2 separate regions of the Gossypium hirsutum genome follow, and region 1 is linked to region 2. A link is a contact called in public Hi-C data. All regions are on one chromosome and are shown on one strand. The core of a region is the stretch at or near the end of the contact, and the rest is flanking DNA. Distances in the headings are between cores, read along the strand shown.

Region 1 (3,018 bases), core at 295-2,794, 180 kb after region 2:
GAGACTAAAGTTCTAGCCCCATGACACTTCCATTGTTATAGTTCTATTATACCTCCATCTGTGTTAAGACATATGGTAAGTCAAGAAGATGTATGAACAGTAAGTTAGCTATCAACAAGTTGAGAGGTCACTTGCGAGCTCACTCGCCATATTTCTCTTCAAGTCCTTATCACCGTCATTCTCCATAACCTCTAACTCTTCGCCTTGATTGAATAAATCGACATCCAAAACAACCTCCATGTTCCTTCTTTATTGTATCACTATTTCAACCAGTTGTATGTTTATAAATAAATAATTTGAATAAAGGAGGCCCAAAGATAGAAGAGACAGCTAGGCTGTCAGATGTTATTGTCCAATTGATTAAGGCTAAATTAAACACTTACTTAGCACACAAATGCCTACTTTAATTACTTAGCGCTGAATGCTCTAATTGCTTCAATTTTTTAATTAATTCAATAATTATGATTAATAAGTAAAATGTTTGATTTGATGATAATTTTAGGGTTTGAAGTTTTTTAAAGTTTTTCTTAATTTTTAGTTAATTGTGAGTAAGTTTTATTAAAATTCAATTAATCAATAATTATTTTAAATTTTTATATTAAAATATAATTAATATATTATGTTTTGTTTATTATAAAATTTATATACTCTAATTTTCAGCATAACGTGTTGCACGTGATATCCATATTTATTAATTCCATTTTTAAAATTTTAAAATTAATTTTTTTAACATTTTATACTGTAAATATATTTGTATTACAAGAAACAATATGTGAATAGAGAGTCCAAGTGAGAATGAAAATGTAATTGAAGTTAAGTATAAAGTGTAATTTAATATTTATTAAATTTCAACTCATTTAAATTTTTTATTTAATTATTTTAATATGATAAAAAATATTAATATATAAAATGCATCCTACTTAAATACTTTGAGAACAATAACTCTATCTTTATAATTCATATAAATATCTTAAAATTAAAAAGTATTTTTAGCATTGAAAATTTGATTTAATTTGAATTGAAGAGCTTTTTTTACCAAGTAATAGAGAAAATGAAAACAAATCGAGATCGTTAGTTTAGGTACTAAAACAAAGATATCAAAACTACGTCGTTAAGTTGATACGAAAGCTAAAATATTGGTGGAATTTACAAAATAATGTTATTATTTACAAGAAAAATTCATGTTAGATTTTTGTTTGTCATTTTAAAAGGAGTGACTAAAATAATTGAATTATACAATATGAGTATCTAAATTGCAAATTTTTTTATTTGAGAGCCTAAAATGAAAAAAATTAAAAATTTGATGATCATATATATAGTTTACTCTATTTTATTTACCTTTACTTTTCAAAAGAGTTTTAGTATCAAGGAGTCAAACCACTAAAATTTTAATAACGAAATTTTTTTATATATATTTTTAAAATTAAATATTTTAGAAAGATATTTTCCTCAATTATTTTTCTTTTGAAATAAAATCTAGGACATAGTTATAAAAAAATGGACCCTAGCCCGATGTTAATTACAAAAACCGAAGAAAAACAAAACCCACATTTGGGCTCACAAATCCTAAATAAAGCAAAAGCCTAAATCAAGCCCAAAAAAACCTAAAAGACCTAAGTCCATCGGGCCTCATTCTGAAAAAACCCCAATGCCCAGCATTGGTATCAAAACCAGCTTCCACCACTTTCAAAAATTTGAAAGTCTCTTATCATTTGCGAGGCTTTCTCATTGATTACCTGCACCATCTCCAGAAACTCTTTTCCACCTCAATTGTCTTTTCATATGCCCTGTTCCCCTCATTACTCCTATTGTTTCTCCTTTATCATCAAAATATTTACTGTTTCCTCCCCATTTCTGTTTAGCCTCTCGTCTCTTTCCAACGTTGTTAAACTCCTTATGTCTTCCTCCAGTGCTAACATGGCCTTTCTCGGTAGCCAATATCCCAGGTCAGTACTCCTAAGACACTCAACTGCTCCTTTTGCAAGTTCATGAGCAACTCCGTTACTAGATCTAGATATTTTTTGAAAGCGACATTCCTCAAAACCTGTGCTTAATATTTGAATATCCTGAATGTACGAACATAAAACTGACCGATCCTCTTTTAATGCCTTTACTCTCCTTCAATGATAACCCGTCGGAGTCCCATTTCTAACCCCGCCTGAACTGCTAGTAGACAGGCTATTGCCTCCACCGCAAACGGTGTAAGAACTCCCTCATTAACTAACATTTTAGCACCCAAGTTTTCTTCTTTTGAATTCCTAAAGATTATTCCTGTCCCTAATTGCTTCCTTTGTTTGTTGTAGGCCTCATCGAAGTTTATTTTGGTTATACTTTGGTCCGGTGGTGTCCAACGTTCATTGTTATTGACCCTCCCTGGTAAGTTATTTTTTACAACTAACCATTCTTCTAAATATTTCCCTATAAAACATACAGTTTCTATGGCTAATTGTTGTATTTTTTTCATGCAATACTCTATTTCGTCCCATCCATATCGCCCAAATGGTGGCAAACAATTGTTGTTTCTGTTGGTCGCTACTTCTCGTAAGATGTTCCCTTATCCATTCCTGTAGAGTATCATTTAATGTTATTTCCTGTATCTCGAAGTTGAGTTCTGACCATACCTCTTGTATTACAGAATAGTCCCTAATTGCATGCTCCAAAATCTCTAGACCCTCCTTGCATCTTGGGCACATCGTTGAGTTACTAATTTTTCTGTTGTATAAATTTCCAAATGTAGGGATATAGTTGTTGCATATTCGCCAGTTTATAATTCTAATTTTGTTTGGGAGATTTGTATGCCAAAGGTGGTTGTAAAATTCTCTACATGTGTTGTCATTATTAGCCATTCCTGGGTTTGTATTTTTCGTCAATAAGTTTCTGTAGCTGCTCCTTACTATATATCCCCTCGTAAGTTCGCCACTCCAGACCCTTTTTTCCTCTTGTGGGTGTCTCGCCAAAGGAATCTCCATGATCACCTCTGTTTTTTTGTTACTAAAAAGTCTGGTGATTACTTGCTCC
Region 2 (3,324 bases), core at 774-3,273:
GGGCATATTAATGCCAAAGCGTTATGATAAGATGTCATAGTGCCCATTTGATTTCTAACTCACGTAGTCAAGATGAAATATATAGAGAGAGCGAGAGGAGAAAACTGGTAAAATATGATAAAAAAACACAGTGCCTCATGGGGGCTTTTACTAAATTATTTATCTAACAGTTAAAAGACCTAAAATGCCTAAAGTCATATCATCATTGATTAAAGAAAAAAGATCTCTTAGATCTAGAAAGTTGGTTCTGGAGAATTATTAGACCAAGACACATATTGATGGGGACTTTAAACAAAGACAATAAAGTAAAATTAGATATGGGACCAATCCACCTAACCATATTAAAATGGGAACAAAATATCATTCATCTTAATGCATTGCCACGCCCAAGCAGGGGTAGCTAGGTATTTTAAAAATTTTAAAATAATAAAAATAATATTATATTTTTACTCTCTAAAAATAATAAAAATTTAATTTAATCTTTTAAAATTTATAAAAATATAAATTATTAAAAATTACAATTTAATTTCAAAACCTTTAACAATATTTTCTACCTTCGCCCAACCTGATTAATCTACATTAGCCAACAGATGAATCAAGTGGCCCAAGTTTCCCTACATCTCTTAATCGTCCCTCCTCATTACGTTTAAAATCTGTCGTGTTGTCTTACACCCACATATTGCCGTATTATGATTCAAAATTATGGATTTATTTAATGCTACATTTATCATCAAAATCTAACCTTTCCCATATAAAAAAGGAAATATTGGTCATATCATAAAAGATTGTTTTTGAGTCAATGCCATTAGATTTAGCTTGAGACCTTTTTGTGTTAAACCCAACATAATATCCACAGTGAAGAACATAAACAAATACTTGAACAAAATATGAAAACGTTAAACGTAATGCAATGCAAGTGAGAAAACGAAAGCATACCTAGAGACCAGTAAGGCATGGGAGCGGGCCTGCCGATAAAAGAGGTGTACTGATCAACAAAGCCAAGGGGAGTGGGCCCGGAAAAGAAGTAAAAGTCAAAAACACCACCTATTATCTTATACGTCAATGAATTCCCTCTGTAAAACACATCCATGCCATTGCTGTTCAACAAGAGAACAGCATGTGCAAATGGCTGACCACCCACATTCCTCAAGTCCATGTAAACAGGGTGGGATCCGTACAAATCAGTGTTGAGGTTAATAGCTGACACATCGGTTGTGTACAATGTGTAAGGGTCATTGGGATACAGCTTGATGCCATGCGGTTGAGTGTTCTCTCCAAGTCCATACAGTGAAGCATCTTTAGGCAACTGTGTGGATATCTCCAAGTACTGATCCTTAAACACCATTTCTCCGAATGAGTCCGACCCTCCAGAGCTGGAATTGAAAAGGGTCTGCCCATTTGATTTCCTTTTCACCGCAAAGCTAAAAGGGTCGGCTATGAAGCTGAATATGAGCTCAGACCCTGCAAGCTCCGACACTGTTAAAGGGTTCTTTCTTGATCTCCCAATCGTTTGCTTCAATGCGGGTGGTTGTTCCCTTGGTAAAAGATTGTACGGAACTTCCCATCTCTGCTTCTCAGCATCTGTTATGTGTACCCTCAAACGATCTTCCGTCTCATGCCTTTAGAAGAAGGGAAAAAAAAGGAAGAAATTTTTTATTAAGAGGAATGTAAATGCAAAAGAGGCAAAGATTAAGAGTAAAACTAGACTGGTAACTTACTTGACATAGAGTTGCAAGAGAGGAATATCAGGACCATATATGTTGTTCTTTTGCTTGACCTGAAGGTGACCCAGAAAGCCACCATCAGGGGTCTCTTCAGCTGAGATCAAACGGTACCCTTTTCCAATCTTAGTGGGGGCAGATGAAAACCCTCCATAGAAACATGATAATAAAACCAGAAGAACGTAGAGGGAACTCGAAGAAAGTAGGTAAGTTGGAGAGAACATTACTCAAACAAAGCAGAGAGCAAAGAGAAGAGTGAGGAGCAAAGAGTGTTAAAAAGGACTACATAGGAATAGGAGTCACTGAATGAAAGAAGTGGCAGTCGTTTGATGCATGAATAGGGTGGTCTTAGACACGTGATGATGATGGTCTGTGGACCAGATGCCTCTCCCTGTTTTGATCATAAAATCTTTTTTCAACCAAGAGTGGTCCCATTTCTATCAACGACTTTGGTTGATAATGTCGTAGATTCATCAAATGAAGACATGGAGATATCTTTGTTATATTCTGCTTTACTGGTCTCAGTAACACCCCCAAGCAAAATCATGATATGTTACAATTAGTAGAGAAATGGTGATAGAGTTGGAGTAGCTAGAATCCAATGCAATCCATGGTCATAGATGGGCTTTCAAGTTTGTTCAGTTCCTGAGAGATCAAATATATTTTATAAAAAGAAGGGGGAAAGGAAACACCTTTTCTTCTACGCTCATAAATCAGGTATTCATAGATAGGAATCTTGCTGTTGAAACCTATTTACTAATATTAAATGAGGATGAAGAAACATCTTCATCTAATTTACAATTAAAACAACCACAAGTTAGGAGGGTTAAAAACCCCTGCTTTCTTGCTTGTATATTAGTTATCCATAGCTAATATGCTAAACTTAAATTTTATTTTAATAAAGATTATGAAGTCGGTGGCAGTGTTTTCTTAAGCATAAGGGTCAAACAATTCAAGCATTTATATATTAAAATGTCCATTGAAAAATAGGCATCATTTCAGTCCTAGAAGAAGTTATCCTCAAGAAAAATATTGGGAAGATTAAATTATAAGGAGGTGGTCCCAATTTCTTGAATCAACAAATTCATTGATATTGTTCTTGTTATTGTACTTTGATGACAAATGAGTAAGGATGCAAGAAGAAAAATTGGTATTGTAGTAACCGATAAGGGCTCGTGACCCTTAAATCATGTCATTACGTACCCCAAGTATGTCCACATTATCACTGTAATCTGATTCTATTTTGTCTTTTCAAGGGCATGGGCATGGGTTTATGAAGGATGAATGGACGCTTTTTCTCTTTCTAATTATTTAGTATGTCTTTCAAATATTAGACATTTTGCATCTATACTTAACTATATAATCCGTTAGAATAAAGATAACAAGCATTTTAATTTTATGATAATCGAGAATTGGGAACAACATGGTGAATCTTGTAAGAAGATTAAGAGATTGTAGGGGGAAAAGCACTGGAAAATGAAGTTAAATCCAGTATCTTGGGATCCCACTCTTGTTTGCCTCGTAAATTAGATATACGGCACTGTCATTACATGGAGAAATTAATATATGATTAAAATATTTGTAATATAACCCCCAACTTTAA

Evidence for each region. A called contact is a pair of places that touch in the nucleus more often than the background predicts.
Region 1: a Hi-C map of leaf shows a contact between it and region 2, with 1.7 times the contacts expected there. The contact joins the promoter of LOC107946432 here to the promoter of LOC107946426 in region 2. A contact is called at or near these places in 2 of 34 Hi-C or Micro-C datasets (both in leaf).

Annotation. Positions count from the first base shown.
Region 1 is chrD12:51,289,139-51,292,156 of Gossypium_hirsutum_v2.1, forward strand. It overlaps LOC107946432, which reads left to right and starts at 1,545. Exons shown (of 2, transcript XR_001696934.2): 1 at 1,545-1,946; 2 at 2,304-3,018.
Region 2 is chrD12:51,113,183-51,116,506 of Gossypium_hirsutum_v2.1, forward strand. LOC107946426 (alpha-xylosidase 1) reads right to left here and starts at 2,024. Exons shown (of 3, transcript XM_016880747.2): 1 at 1,719-2,024; 2 at 937-1,619. The coding sequence starts at 1,945.